Linked DNA regions of Mus musculus: all the other regions are linked to region 1. Evidence: chromatin contacts called from public HiCAR-type, HiChIP or PLAC-seq and promoter capture Hi-C data. All regions are on one chromosome and are shown on one strand. The core of a region is the stretch at or near the end of the contact, and the rest is flanking DNA. Distances in the headings are between cores, read along the strand shown.

What was found. Promoter capture Hi-C pulls out the DNA fragments that hold promoters and counts their contacts. HiCAR-type assays count read pairs that join an accessible place to other places. HiChIP or PLAC-seq counts read pairs in DNA pulled down with a chosen protein or histone mark.
Region 2: a promoter capture Hi-C map of embryonic stem cells shows a contact between it and region 1, with 2.9 times the contacts expected there. The contact joins the promoter of Ppm1j here to the promoter of Inka2 in region 1. A contact is called at or near these places in 4 of 39 promoter capture datasets (embryonic stem cells and pre-B cells) and 1 of 115 datasets of contacts at active chromatin or transcription factors (neural tube).
Region 3: a HiCAR-type map of astrocytes shows a contact between it and region 1, with 2.4 times the contacts expected there. The contact joins the promoter of Dram2 here to the promoter of Inka2 in region 1. A contact is called at or near these places in 8 of 39 promoter capture datasets (the 3T3-L1 cell line, embryonic stem cells, hematopoietic stem and progenitor cells and 4 more), 1 of 484 Hi-C or Micro-C datasets (CD4 T cells), 1 of 115 datasets of contacts at active chromatin or transcription factors (astrocytes) and 2 of 9 other capture datasets (adipose tissue and macrophages).
Region 4: an H3K27ac HiChIP or PLAC-seq map of microglia shows a contact between it and region 1, with 5 times the contacts expected there. The contact joins the promoter of Dennd2d here to the promoter of Inka2 in region 1. A contact is called at or near these places in 5 of 39 promoter capture datasets (the HPC-7 cell line, cranial neural crest, liver and 1 more), 1 of 484 Hi-C or Micro-C datasets (CD8 T cells), 9 of 115 datasets of contacts at active chromatin or transcription factors (the 230-238 cell line, bone marrow-derived dendritic cells, bone marrow-derived macrophages and 5 more) and 2 of 9 other capture datasets (adipose tissue and liver).
Region 5: a contact with region 1 is called in an H3K27ac HiChIP or PLAC-seq map of trophoblast stem cells, with 9 times the contacts expected there. The contact joins the enhancer-like site here to the promoter of Inka2 in region 1. A contact is called at or near these places in 2 of 39 promoter capture datasets (the 3T3-L1 cell line and cranial neural crest) and 5 of 115 datasets of contacts at active chromatin or transcription factors (embryonic basal ganglia, embryonic midbrain, forebrain and 2 more).

The regions. Positions count from the first base shown.
Region 1 is chr3:105,703,095-105,705,971 of GRCm38.p6, reverse strand. Inka2 (inka box actin regulator 2) reads right to left here and starts at 1,373. Exons shown (of 2, transcript NM_175398.4): 1 at 1,147-1,373. The coding sequence starts at 1,203.
Region 2 is chr3:104,779,640-104,782,516 of GRCm38.p6, reverse strand. It overlaps Ppm1j (protein phosphatase 1J), which reads right to left and starts at 1,461. Exons shown (of 10, transcript NM_027982.2): 1 at 1,108-1,461. The coding sequence starts at 1,430.
Region 3 is chr3:106,546,337-106,549,213 of GRCm38.p6, reverse strand. Dram2 (DNA-damage regulated autophagy modulator 2) reads right to left here and starts at 1,416. Exons shown (of 9, transcript NM_026013.3): 1 at 1,294-1,416. It overlaps Cept1 (choline/ethanolaminephosphotransferase 1), which reads left to right and starts at 1,412. Exons shown (of 9, transcript NM_133869.4): 1 at 1,412-1,534.
Region 4 is chr3:106,484,543-106,487,419 of GRCm38.p6, reverse strand. Dennd2d (DENN/MADD domain containing 2D) reads right to left here and starts at 1,380. Exons shown (of 12, transcript NM_028110.2): 1 at 1,100-1,380; 2 at 372-547. The coding sequence starts at 1,187. It overlaps 2010016I18Rik (RIKEN cDNA 2010016I18 gene), which reads left to right and starts at 1,507. Exons shown (of 2, transcript NR_033207.1): 1 at 1,507-1,616.
Region 5 is chr3:105,087,554-105,090,430 of GRCm38.p6, reverse strand. No RefSeq gene overlaps it. Among named protein-coding and RNA genes, the nearest start is that of Gm40118, 18 kb to the left of the region's middle. Within about 2 kb of position 1,345, at least 15 of the 459 cell types and tissues checked have an H3K27ac peak or open chromatin away from gene starts, as enhancers often do. A contact at or near this core is called in trophoblast stem cells, where this site is marked.

The DNA.
Region 1 (2,877 bases), core at 124-2,623:
GAAGCCTGAGCTGGGCACTCTCTGAATCCAGATCTGCCTGGGTGACCTGACTGAATAGAAGAAAGAAGGAGCTAAGTGAGCCAGGAGGGCCTACTGCCATGGGAGATAAAAATGAAGGAGACATTGAGAGGTGGAGTGGGAGGTAGAAGCTAAGGCAGTCTAGATGGAGAAGGGACGGGCGGAGCTGAGAAAAGACGCACATTACCTACCTATCTGTCTGAATCCTGGTGGTAAAGGAAAACCAGAAGGGAGGGAGAAAGGGAGGGAAGGAGGGGAAGGAGGAGGGAGAGGGGAAAGAGGAGAGAGAAGAGAGACAAGAGGAGAGAGAGGCAAGAGAAAGAAATCAGAATTCACCTGGCTTCCCTAACACAGCCTTAACAGTCACTTATCCCTCTTCAGTGATTCATCCCCCCACTCCAGGGTAGCATACTCACCCTCAGCACCCCGAGGCCCCGCACACTCCCAGCGCACTCCCCAAGCCCAGACCTGACATCTGGCCGAGCCTCCACAACTCCCGCTCCGCGATCTGCCAGGCGGCACCCCTCCTCCCCCGTCATTACAGCTGCCACCCCCCTCCCTGCTGGCAGACAAGCCCGGGCAGACAGCCGGCCAAGCCTGCCCCCGCAGCCGCGCCAGCTCTGCCAAGCCCAGCAGAGCTGGGGGCCCCGGGCGGTGCCAGCTCCCCACGAGCGAGCGAGCAGTCCAGCCTGACCTCCTGCACAGGGCAGGGACCTGTCTGCGCGCTTCAGGAGCCCGGCACCCGACCACTGGCGCCCGATGCCTGTGCCTGTCATTCCTGCGACTCTGGACACTTGAGCCTTACTCCGTCCGTGTGCCTGTCCCCTCTGGGTGTGTCCTCCTTTCTCTTCAGTTGTTCTGTCACATTCAACTTATCTGGGTGCTCTGACTCCCTGTTACTTGTCCATATCTCATCAGAAATCTTTGCCAAAGTTTGTTACCTCTGAGCAACGTCCCTAGCCTCTACCTACCAGTTGGCATCCTCTCTCCTCTCCTCTCCTCTCCTCCCCTCTCCTCTCCGCTTCCGCCCGGTGCACGGAGCGCGGGGGGGGGGGGGGGGGGCAAGTCAGGTACCTAGGTCTGGGTGGAGCAGTCCTCCCTGTCCCCAGGCTCCTGCTCCGATCTTACCAGCTCCTGTTTGAGGCGACGCAGATAGCAGTCCATGTCCTTGCTCTCCTTTGTCATTCGCCCATTTGCTGGGCTCGGGCTCACGAGAAAGTAGGGTTCTCAGTGCGCTCCGCGCCCTTATCCGCGCTGAGCCGAGCCTCAGCTCCAGCGTGGGGACTTAGAGCGGCGTTCCCCGCTGCTGCCGCTCAATGCCCGGGATAGGGGCGGAGGAAAAGTGCAGCAGCCAATGAGAACTCAGAAGGGGTATCTTCGGCCAATGGGAAGAGCGGTCGGGGAGGGGGGGTGCTCGGGCCTGGCGACCCGAGAAAGTCTGTCACCGGCCTTGCAGACAGCAGCAACTACTGGGAGACTCGCAGAGGTCTTGATTAGGTTCTGGGTTCTGTGGGGCATGGAACTGGCAAAGCCCCCAGTCAAGTGCATTCATTGTCTATTATAAAGGAAGAACGCAGTTTTAGGATTGAGGACTAGGACTAGGCAGGAGGGTCACAGTGTTGAATCTTAACTCCTTTCAGAGAAGAAAACGCTCTCCTTTGCCTTCCCCTTAAATCCCTCAGAAGCCTTTTCTTTCTAAAGAGGGTCCTGGAAGTTCACGGCTCCATTTCATCTCCTCCGGGCCCACTCCTCTCTAGCGCTAGCGGAAGGAAGCGGCTTCCGCTAGGTCTCAGCTGGTGTGGCAGTCTATTGTGTTCAAGGTAGACCTGGTGATACTGAGTAAGAGAGACAAGGTCTCAGCCTTGCATAACTTTTATCGTGGAGGAGAAGGAACTATGAGACAAACAAGTAAATATGAGGATAGTCACTTCAGAGAGCGAATTTTAATGGAAGATTTAAAGATGGGGTGTTGGGAGCTGTTTCAATAGAGTTGGCAGGGAGTGGAGAAACAGGCCTTTCCCTTCCTAGAACTCCCTAATGCTGGCCTTCTTGAATAGGGGAGAAGAGGACTTGAGGACGCTCTGAGGATAGTTGACAGGCATTTCCCTGGTACCCATGCAGTAACTCCTAGGGGTGTAAGGGGTGGAGTTGGGGCACAGCGAAAGGGGTGCTTCTGCAGGCCAGTCCAACTCGATACTTCTAAAGCCGGCCTCCTGGCCACTTGCCTGACTTAAGTTACCCTCGGTGAGCAAACACCTCACCATTCGGCCTGCCAGAGTAATTAGTAACAATTTGCTTTGCTTTGTTTCAAGAAAATTAATAGGGGAAAGTTTGCCCCTGGCAAGATTTTGGTGGTCTGTGTGAGACAGAACCAAAAGGATGCAAGAGAAGCCGCGAAGGGAGAAAGCAGACACTGTGGACATTCATTTGATGCCAGCCAAGATCACTTCTTCAAAAACATTTAGGGGGTAGGTGAAGAACTTGGTGACTGTGACTATGCTCCTGGCCTATCTTCTCACTCCTCTTCAGAGTGATGTGCCAGTCAGAAAGTTAGGCTGGACGGTGTTGGTGCTGTTGAATCAGTTCAAGAAAGTAGTGGGTCAGAGCAGCATCCTCCACCATGACCCTCCTAGGAAACAGAGGTGGGTTCCCCACCCTGAAGCCCCACCCCTTTTACACAGTTATATCTTCACCCTGCAGAACAGCAGCCGGTTGTAAGGAGCTCTCGGTAAACATTTGCAGATCTGTGGTTTTCTCCATCCCTGAAACCTGGGCATGAACATCTTTGGAATTTAGGGTACTGGCTGTGGTTGAACTGCCAGGAGAGGCAAGCAGTCTGAGCTCTTGACAAAAATGTAG
Region 2 (2,877 bases), core at 212-2,711, 920 kb after region 1:
TCCTCTCCTGCTCGCTGGCCAAGCTGAAAAAGGTCACAGCTGCCTGGGCTCCAAGCCAGAGGGAAGAGGAGAAGGCAGGGCCAGCAAGAAGTACTGTCTGGCGGCAGAACGTACAGCCTCATAGAAAGGCCCGCAACAGTAACTGCCTGCCTCAGTTCCTCCATCCTTGGCTAAGGAGACTTTCCGGAAGGTGGTGCTGGGGGTGGGGGTGGGAGTGGCCAAACAGGAACAGTAAATTTTACTCCCCTGCTGGTCAAAATACTACACCCCACCTCCAGTCTCAACCAGCTCAGACAGTGATTCATGGCACCTTCACCTTCATGCACACATTAACCCTCATCCTAAAACGACCCAGTGAAAGTTCCGGTTTTTCTTAAGAGTGGGTAAGCGCTCCGGCCCAAATAGGGTATGTAGACCCACCTGGACTGGGCAGGAATCTCTTAGCTACAAACCCCTTCCAACGGAGAAGCTAATGAGGAGGTGCGGGGCTACCCACCACCTCCTTCCACGACCTCAGTGCCCCCATTCCCCTGGTGGCTTGGCTTGGCTTTCCCCGAAGATGATTTTAAAATATACAGGTTCTGAGAGTACGCTGATCTCTACCGGCACCTATCTGTCTACACACCCATAACCAAAGGGAACCGTCGTGCTCTGCGGGCGGACCCCTCCCCCGCCCGGGAAGCCAGAGGCCTTCTGGTGTCGCGGGCTATTTCTGGGTGTGGAGGGGGAGGGGACCGGTAAGAAGGACAGGGAACTGGGGAGCTGGGGCCAGGAAGCGGATGAGCGAGTCTTTCCACCCGCGATCTCCCTGGCAAAAGGAACTAGTCCTTCTCAAACCTCCCCTCCCCTAGCCTGTGAACCGCGGGCCGCGACTTGGAACCCGCCAACTCATCCTCGGCGGTGCTCCCTGCGCCCTCCCTGGGTGGGGACTGTCCTGAGTCGACGAGGGGCAGGGTGAACAAGGTCCTGAAGAAGGTCGTGGAATTTGCACCCCGTCCGGGGGATGTCTGGGAGGGGTGCAGGTTCCTGGGATGGTTCCTGAAGCCGGGATGCGTCTCCCGGGAGAATGGGAGTCCCATCCTCGTCTGGGAGCCCCGGGGCGCTCACTCGGCATAGCCTGTGCTCCAGGGCAGGCGGCGGCCGGTGTCTGGGGGGCTTTGCACAGCCCGGCCTGCGTGGTCGTCGGCGCGCCGCAGCCCTCCGGGGCTCAGCTGCAGAAAGGTGGGTCGAGAGAAGCTCACAGTAGTCTCCGCGGTCTTCTGGGGCGCGCCGACCTGGTTCCCAGGCTTCTCCCGGGAACTCTTAGGTGTTTCTTGGGCGGCGGGAGGCGCTGAGGTAGCGTTGGGCAGATCTGGGGACTTGGAGCGCTGGGAAGAAGTGCCACCCGAGCTCACCAGGTGCGCCACGGCTGAGCGCACCCGGTTTAGCATGCTGCCTCCGTGCCCCGCCCTCGACCGTGGGCCCGCCCCCTGAGAGGCCCCGCCCCTAGGGTTCCAGGTGGGCGGTGCCCACTCCTGGTCCTTAACAAACTTCCCCAGGCTCCAGGCTACCCGGGAACTGCTCCACCCGCTCCTCGCCTCCGCATCCCTGCTTTGTCCCGCCTGAGTGTCAAAGGGGAAGGGTCTATTGTGGGAAAGAAGCGGAACGAAGGAAATATTTCAACCATGCTGTAGGTTAGACATCCGCTAGATTTAATCCGCTAGAATTTGCCCATTATGACGAGGGTGGGCGAGGCAGCCTCCTCGCGCTCGGTTGGGGGTGGGCCAGCCAGAATGGAGAATTATAGAGCTGATGACTTCAGAGCGAAACATCCTCTTGGGTGTGAAGGGTTTGGTGTGACAACACTTTGGGTTAGGGCTGCAGAGTCGAGAGCAGAGAGAACTGGTGCTAGTCGCGGTGCTAACCAGGCCAGGCAGCCTGAAGGCACTATTCTTCCTAAAGGTCACCTCCACGTTCGAAAGAACAATTGTCACTTCCATCCCACTTTCTCAGAACCGTACCTCCATATTTAGACGTCTGCTGGCCAGTTAGTAAGGTTAACGACATAGTAAATAAATATGATTATTGAGGGCTTGCTCCACACTGGGCCCTCTATAAGGCACGGTCTAGTTGTTAGATCACTATACAAAACGATGCAAGGTAAGCTACACCCATTTTACAGATGAAGTAGGAGTAGACAGTCTCCTGTTCTTTTATAGACTTGCCTAAGATTCACGCAGTCACTTAGAGATTCATACCCATGTCAGAACCTGCTACAGATACTGGCTTCTCTGGACTAGGAAAAAGGCCCAGAGGGGAGCGGGACTCCTAAATTTCCACCCTGAGGTTGCAAGCAGAAAAGCAATGCTGAGCAAGTTCTCTGGCTACCGCCAGGGGGAGACAAAGGCCAGGCCAAAAGCGTGTGTGGGTCGCAGGAAAGCCCACTACGATTCACACAGAGGGGCTGTTTTTCTCTGTCTTCTCTCTAGGGAAGGATTACTGACCCGATTCAGAAAGAATTCTGTCCTTATACTTGGGCTTAGAGAGTTGATCACTATCCACTCCTTCATCTATCCCCAACACACAGTTTAGCAGAAGTCAAGGCCCTTCCTTGAGGGAACCACGACTCCCTGTTCTTAGCTGAGACTCCACCTCAAGGCACCCAGCTATGTGCATCCTGTTCATATCCTGGGCTAACCTGTGCCGCCTTTCTCGACCACTTCTAAATAAAAATTACACAGTGGTCATTCAAAGTACAAACTTGCTGTAATTAGGTCTGTGTTTGGGGGTAGGGGAAGGGCAGGGCAGAGAAAAATGAAATCACCAGGGTAGAGGTGGGGAGGACTGATAAAATCAGACTCAAAGGCAGCCAGGGGCAAAGAACATGCATACTGCCAC
Region 3 (2,877 bases), core at 167-2,666, 840 kb before region 1:
AGGAAACGTGAGAGCAGTCTCAGACCAACAGGATTACGAGTGTAATGTTTAACTATTTTATGGGTCAAAGCATTCAAGAACCCTTTTAAAGAGTGTTTGCATAGCAAACAAGAGGCCTTAAGTTCAATTTCCAGAACCAAAAAAGAAAGCTTTAAGATGACTTAAAAATATATAAGAAAACTTCACACAACAGTAAGGATATTTAACAAATTTTTTTGCATCTCTTACCCATCTCCTCTGCTTACTTTGAAGCTCCATGAGTCAGAAATCCAGTTACATTTTTTATTTTCATAAGCATTTAAAAGCCACTGGTAATAAAAAGAACCTTTTTAATGTTGTCTCTTCTAAGTGGTAATAACTAAAGAATAACAAAAGTGTAAACTCTGGATGTTCCAAGTGAATGAACAGGTGGCCCCAGGTTTTTTTCAGAGGCGAATAGAAATATCAGGCCACAAACAAAGCATAACAAGGACTATTTTCCTAAATTCTAATATGGCCTCTTGACAAATGTAACATTTTCCAATGGCTAATCTCAAAGCATCTAGTTTCACTGCCAATAAATTAAAATTTGATAACGCAGCCCCGATAGATTAAAAAAATGTTGCATTCGGTATGTAAATTAAAATTGGGAAAGCTGGAAAACTTATTCCTGTCTCAGTGCTTTACAAAGGAAAGCAGCTGTTAGGATTCCCAGGACTTGTGATTTCCTTTCAACTAGGGACCACTCCCTTTGAAACACAATCATGGGGTGGAGACAGAGCTCTGTGTAAACACAAGGTCACCACTGGTCTCAGTTTTGAACTTCCTCAGCCCCAACCAAGTAGAAATAAGGGCACAGGGATGACAAAGGGTATTAGGGCAAAGGTTTCCTTAGTTGATTCAACAAAAGCAACCCCTTGCACACACACTCCTAAGTCTTGTAGTACAAGAGTTTCACTGTCCCTGGCACCAGAAAAATATAAGGGACACCATGCTTGGCACGACGCATCGCTTGGGATGAAGTGGTGGTAGAGGTACTAAAGAAGAGAAAAAGTAGGACGCGGAGACCTCAGCCTAGTTGTCATCTCCCGTGATTCGTGGGTTCCCGGAGCTGGCTCGCGACTCTAGTCGTGGGTGTCACGAAGTTCACGGAACCAGGTGAAGCTACCGAGGTTCGCGTGGCTCGCGCGCCCGTGGGACCAAGGGGGCTCGCGTTGTGCCCTCGCTCTTGGCTTGCGAACCACACTTCGACACAGCACCCAAGTAGAAAACCTGCCGAGCGCCAGGCCAGGCACTTTTCCCCCTCCCACTCACCTTCTTTCCTGTCCCCGACCAGCCAGCTCCAGCCTCAAAGTGCAGAACAGGCCCACTGTAGGAGCCTGGGCGGAGCCCCGGGGCGCGCTCCCGAGTAGCTCGGAGGCGCGCCTCAACCTTTTCTGAGTCCCCCCTCTTTACGGCAATCGTGAAAGTGTCGTGAACGTGCTGCCGCCTATCAGTCACTCAGTCGCCTGGAGTCGGAGTTGCTATTTCTAGGCTTGTGCTTGTTGGGTTCGGGGTAAGGCTGCGGGGGCCCGGCCTAGGGAAGGGGCGGGGATGTTGCGGACGTGGCGGGGCGGTTTTGTCCCGGGAGGAGCGGAGCGAGGGCCGGAGGCTCTGGGCTAGACAGAACTGGGTAGCTGCGGACGGACTAGCTGAAGGGGAACGCCGTCCTTGCTGGCGCTGGGTGGCCTCGCGCGCGGGGTTGTGGGCACGGCGAGGGGCGACGGCCAGTCCCGAAGGCTCCGGAGTCGGAGGTGGAGGGGCGCCTGCGCGGTATGCGAGCCGTGGTCGTGGGAGGGAGCACCCCAGGCTAACCCCCGGTGAGCCGAGGGCTGGGGCGCTGGCTTCGCGGAACCGACCTTGTCTGGCGGGTCCACACCCTCCTGGCCCGGTGTTGCCAAGTCCAAGAACCGTGCAGCATCCTGTGCGGTCTTTGCTGTCCTTTTGGGAGGCGGTTAGTGATGTTTCCTGGCTCGGGCCACGCTTCTTGTTGGGCAACTTTTCTAGAAATTTCAACCCATATTGACAGGCTCAGAGATTGCCAGCTAGAGTTTTATTTCAGTCGCGTTCTTAGAAGGAGATTGCTGGGGTTTTTGCCTGTGTTCCCAGGAATGCTTGGCTGAACCTCAAGCTTTACATTTTACCGAGTTTGAGTTTTCCAGTTTGATGCTTGGCATTTTGATACCAGTTTTTACCAATGTTGTATCATTGCTGTTGAATATATGGCATTGCTAAAACTCTAACTCACCAGGCAACGTCTATTGCAGCAGGAGGCAAATTCATAGTCAGTTTTCAACGAGTATAGGAACTTTGTAAGTTGTTAGAATATTTCCTTTCTACTTTACAACTGTCAGGAATGTGTTCAGAATGTGTGTTGAATTGACTGGCTCAAACACAAGGAAACTGTATAAGACATTTGGAGCATTACCAATTTAAAACTATTGGCATTCGATGAGATTTGAAGCTTCAAAATCATTTTGCTACATATTTAGCCTATGCTGAGAATAACTGAAGTCCCTGTACAGCTGGTCATAAAGACACAACCCTTCCTTTTAAGAAACGAAGTAGGTAAATCTGACTCTCACATTACCAATTACATTTTATTGCATAGCACTTTCTTTTCTAAACTACATTTTGCTTTCTTCTTCTTCTTCTTCTTCTTCTTCTTCTTCTTCTTCTTCTTCTTCTTCTTTTCTTCTTTTCTTCTTTTTTTTATGGTTGGTTGGGTTTTTTTTCTAGACAAAGTTTCACTATGTATCCTTGGCTGTTCTGGTACTTGCTGTGTAGACCAGATCCGCACCAACTCAGGGATCCCCCTGCTTCTCTCTACCTTCTTAGTGCTGGAATCACAGGTGTGCA
Region 4 (2,877 bases), core at 131-2,630, 780 kb before region 1:
CGGGGGCCTGCTTGATTCTCTACCACACAACCAGGAAGGCCATCCCTTCTTAGTAGTTCCAGCAGAAGCTGAGTTTTCCTGTAGGAAAAGGTGACTGAGGTGGAATTTGGAAGAACTGAAGGTTTCCCACAGGGGCAAGAGCATTGTTTCCCTGCTCCAGAGTTTCAGTCAGTCCTTCACAAAGCAGTCAGACCTAGATTCTCTGGGTGATTACAGAAAACTAGGGCTGGGCTACAAAGGAAACTAGAGCAGTGAGCTCAGGGCTAGAGCCCAGGCAGCGTGGTAAGACATAGAACTCCTCTATTACCTTTTAAACACACCTTCGTCCTCCCACCTCCATCCTCAGGCCCCACTTCTCCCTCCATCCTTACCTTGGGAAACTGGTAAGTGATCGTGGGCTCATAGTCATCCCCTAAACGCTTTTTCTTTAAAGAAACAACAAGAAGGTATTCAAAGAAGTGCTGGCCTCCAGCAAAGCTAGATGGAGAATGCTCCTGGATCCTTTCTGGCTCTGTGACAGCTTCCCCAGGATTGTTCTGGGATTGTCCTAAAATGGAGATGCAAGGGTCTCTTGAGTATTCTTTCCACTCCTCCATTCTGTAGTGCGAGCGAGAATCTGGGCAACAACCATGCCTCAAGGCTACAGTGCCAAGCCTGACCAGGCACCACCAGGCAGGATCAGAGCCAAGGGGGCAATTTCCATACCTGCCCTGGGAAACTTGAAACTGTGGAGTGACACAGGAAGAAAAGAAAACACTGATGTAGAACCGAGGAGCCATGCCATGCTGTGGAGGTTCTTGGAGGCCTGATGCCTGACACTGTATAGTCTGCCTGATGCAACAGTTCTGGGTATTTTGTGAGCCCTGAGTAAATTTGCACTAAATAATCAGAGTAGACCCATAGGGCATTTTTTGGTAATTATAGCAAGACCTCTGCAACAGACGGGACTAGCTCTGCAAACTGATAAGGCAATCCTCCTGGCTTGACCACATGGGGGCCATGTGGGTTTGAGCATATAAAGGAAAAAGAGGATCACTACAGCAGGAATCAGCCCATAAAAAGATCATCCGAAAAAGGAAGTAGGCAATCCAGTTCTGACCTGCTCGAAGTCGTGGCAAGCGATTTCGGAGCAGCCTGAGGGTTCGGCCTACCCCTTGTCCTTCCATCATTCTGAGCTTTGGGGGCATGGATGTTCTTTCTCCTTCAGGCTGGCCACAGAAAGCCTGAGAAAGTGCCTTCTGCCTTGGTCTCCAATCACAACTTTATTGAGCTGAGCCACACGCTGTCTCCCAAAGGCAGAGAGCAGTTTCCATCCTGTGTACTCCGTAATTGAGCAAGAAGGATGTGAAAGGACCCACGAGGCAGCTTAGTGTGGGCACTGACAGAAGCAGCATCCTGGCACTACAACTCAGCTCTTGGCTCCTCCCAAGAGCCCCAGGGTGTGGTAACAGAAAAGGTCATGAGCAAACATCTCAAGGCACAGCTGCTTCTGGGCCAAGGGCTTTCAATTCCAGTGCTTGCAGACCATGTGGTGAGTTTATTTACAAACCCAGGCAGCGAGGGATGCCTGTGAAGATCAGACTATGGACTCCAGTGCCTCGTGGGGCACAGCACAGGTATTTTACATCCCTCATCCTCCACTGCTCACGATCACCTTTTCAAGCAATCGTCGGGAGCTGCAAAGTCCCACCAGGCCAACTGGCGAATCTAAAACATCAAGGATCTTCAGGAACCCAGGACTGAACACTTCTTGCAGCCAAGATGCCAGATTGCCCTGATTCAGATAAGTAGACTTGCCCACTCATTCTCTAAATGTACTAATAACTTGTAACAGGAGAGGCCCACCTCTGAGAGGCCCAGATATACAGAATAGCTGTGAAGGTGATTACTTCACCCACTCCTCCCTGGCAATCTTTCCTGATCTAAGGCATAAATCTCTCTCACTATTCCAGGGTTCCGGAAGAATCCTTTCTCTCACCATCTTTACTAAAAGGAAGCAATGACTCGGGAAATCGTCCCCAGCTTAGAGTAGGAGCCTAGTTGCATCAGCAGCTGTAGGGGTACAGAGCATCTTCACCCCTCCCCTACCCCTGCTCAGCCTTTCCTCTGGTTGGGCCAGGACAAGCTAAACAGCAGGCCCAGTACTATGTCTAGAGATTGAGGAAGAGGAGAAAAGTAGTCGCTGATACCCTGGGTTATTAAACAGAAAGTCCTGAATAAGGAAATGTACAGGATAAGAGGAAGGAGACTTTGCCCAGAAGTAACTTAATGGGGAGGGAAGAAGTAAAAGGATCTGGTGCCTGTGTCTGCCACTCCTGCAAAGAATTAGCAGCCCTCTGGGAGGGAGTGTGTTGCTATGGTAAGAAGGAAGGCTGTCACCCTACTCCTAAGAGCACTGAAACTGTGGCACTGGTAAAATGCAGGACTCAGAAACCCAACATTGACTTGTGGCGGAAGCAGCAATCATAGTACAGATGATGAGAGTTGGGATCTTGAGAACGGGGAAGCAAGACACCACAGAAAGTACTTGTGTCTTACTTGTAGCCTGTATAGACATGTTGCATAATCTTTACTGGTTGCCTTACGGAGCAAGAGCATGCCTAGTACAGAAAGGAAAACCGAGGCATTAAGTCACTCGGAGGCAATTGAAAATGAACAGGATCTGTACAAAGTGAACGTCATAAAAAGTTCCAAATCCAGGCTCAGGCCTTCTGGTGTATTACACAGTAAACATCTCCCGGTAGGAAGAGGTAGTGGGTGGAGTGGGATGGGTGGCGAGCAAATGGCTTGGGGGGCCAGAGTCATCTTCCTGGTCATCCCAGAAGCTCAGGAAATGTCTTTTCCTCAGTCCTTGGGGCTGGCTTTTCACTCCATTTC
Region 5 (2,877 bases), core at 96-2,595, 620 kb after region 1:
CTTATATAGCTTGAGAAAGGGAGGTGCCGCTTGCAGGGGCAAGGGCCTTCCAAGCGTACCAGCTAGATTAGCAGATTGTAGATCACGTGGTTTCTGAGAAGCCAGTTCTCTGGCAGGGAAACAGAAGCCTAACTGGCTTTATCATGATGTGGCCTTTGTCTCTACGGAATTGAGTAGGCCCAAGTCTGATCTAGGTAGGGAGTGACCCCACTCCTGCAGTGCTCTCTGAGACACGTCCCAATTATGGGCAATGCTACACCATCCCATATCTGGCTTGGGAACCCATCACTGTGTCCCTTTTTACATGGACTCTGAGAGGTTCTGGGAGAACTCAAACATGGGTCCTCATATTTGTGTAAGAAGAACTTTTACCCACTGAGTCTTCTCCTCAGCTCCTAAGCAAGCATTCTTGCATTGAAATCGCTACTCATCGGAAGCCTAGAGGTTCTGAAAGTGGGAAGGCCACTGATTTGCAACCAGAAGCAACAGACATGCCTACTAAAACATGCCTGGGCAGAAGACAGGACGCCCTTCCCATATGATCTGCGGTCTCTCACATAGTTGTTGCAGAACATCCAGAAGACCCTGTGACTTCATGTGGTGATGCTCGGAAGTCAGCAGAGTGACCAGAGCCCAGCTTTACCTGGAAGCTTTTAAATTAAGAGTTGGCTACACATAGCAGAGATGGCGTCCCCGGGAGCCTCTATTACTAGTGATGTTAAACGTGCAGCTAATGGGTAAGGAGAGGAAGGGGTGGTCCTGGCTTGGGAAGAAAGCTCTGTAAAACTCCAGCAGAGCCATACCGAACTAGGAAGGAGTAAAGGACAGTTGCTCCTTCCTGTAAGTCATGTAAAGAAGTCAACCATTCCTCACCCCCCCACACTCTGCCCAGAGGCACTTAGGCCTCAAAAAGAAGGGTGACAGGGTGCCTCCAAAGCAAACCCCATTTTTCAACCACTGCTCCAAACAGCTGTGGACCAACTCCAGCATTTGTTAAAAGGGAAGGAGAAAAGCTTGAATTAAAAATTGTAATGCCATCTTTAAGATAAAAGACTGTGTCTTCATTAACATAATAAGACCACTGTGGTGGGTGAAAGTGGCTGAGAAGATATGGACATGCACAGATGGTGAAGGGAGCTGCTTCTCAGCGGGAGAGAGACCTGTACCATACACATCGAGTGCAGGCAGCAGCCACTGGAATAACAAAACTGCTTTGTGTTCATGTCTCAAGGAGTCAACACAACCCAGTAAATCAAACCCAATCACATATATGTGAGAAGTATAGGGCCTTGGAGACCTGTGTCCCTACCATGGCCAACACCCTGGTGACGAATAATGACTCACACAAAATACATACCTGGCTTAGCCAACCACGCGTTGTCCTGCTTCGCAGAGTACACAAGGCAGGATACTCTGTCCTAGGCTTTTAGGGAGGCACTTAACAAAGGGAACATGGCAGTCTCTCCTTAGGAAGATCCCTGGTGGGATGTGCGGTGGGATGTGCTGACAGATAGCTGTAAGAGATGCAGTTTGGCCATTCTTTCTCTGGTATATTCTAGAAAATAATAACCTCATCTCACAGGAACAGGAGCTGGGTAGACCCATCTGGGAGGGTCAAAAGCCAAGGAGGTCCTGAGTCTCCAAGCTGAGATCATGAGATGAACAAGTCAGGGCACACCACAGGTCCTGGGACACATCCAGAAGATGGGGGAAATAACACTGGTGCCTGGGAGGAAATGAGGCTTTAAATGAGCAGGGTGGGAACTGGTTCAGAGAACACGATGTTGGCCTGGTTTATTTCCACCTAGCAAAGAAGAACACTGACTGGTGTCTGCACTGTGACAGAGAATGTGCTAAGCCGGGTTTGTCCTTTTGGGTTTTTTTTTTTTTTTTTTTTTTTTTTTTTTGTTTTGGAGACAGCATCTCACTCTGTAGCCCAGCCTGATCTCCCACTCCTGACCCTCCTGCTTCAGCCTCCCAGCGCCCGGTATGAGTCACCACACCCAACATCACCCTTGTCCTATCTTCCCATCACCCTGTAGGGAAATATTTTCTCCACTTTACAGACAGGGAAAGTGAGGCAGAAAAGTCACCTGAAGTCCACTGCTGCTGGAATTTGAACCTCAGGTCTGTCCTTAGGGCAGACTTGACGATTCTACACTCATGTGATATCAAAACACTGACGGTTTGCTCCAAATCCATTGGGTTTTGCTTCATAGGAGGCTACCTCAGCTTTAGGGAATTCTTTTACAGGTGCCCCCCCCCCCCCCCACCAGTGGCTGAGCCACTGGACCAGCAAGGGCCTCCTCCGGACTGCATCACCCACTGAAAGCCAACCTGCTACCTCAGCTTCCTTCCCTCCTAGGACTGTCAAGCCCCTGTGTACACCTAAGTCTGTCTCACTCAGCACCTGGCTCAGAGTCCTCAGCTAGAAACGCACACGCATGCACACAGACATGCACATGGACACACGGACACAAATCTAGCCCCCAAATCCTCTCTCTGACATTTCTTCCTCCTCACTAGTCTTTGGGTAGTGCAGAGACTGTGTGCTCTAGCTTCATTTGGTCCAAAGCCTCTAAACTAGAAAGAATTCGGGCAAGTCCCAAAGAGTAACTTAACCTCTGTGATTAGATGCTAATGCTCAAAGACAGTAGCTAATGAGCCTGTGGACACCAAGGGCAGAGTGTTACAGGTTGAAAGGGAAACGTCACCTGTATGTTCATGTGTTTGAACACTTGGTTTCCAGCCAGTGGTGCTATTCTGAAAAGCTGCAGGAATTCTCTGAGGCAGAGACTTCCTGGAGGAAGTGAGTGACTGAGAACTGGCCTTGAAGTTTTATGTCCCAGCCTCACTTCCTATAGGACCTCTGCTTCC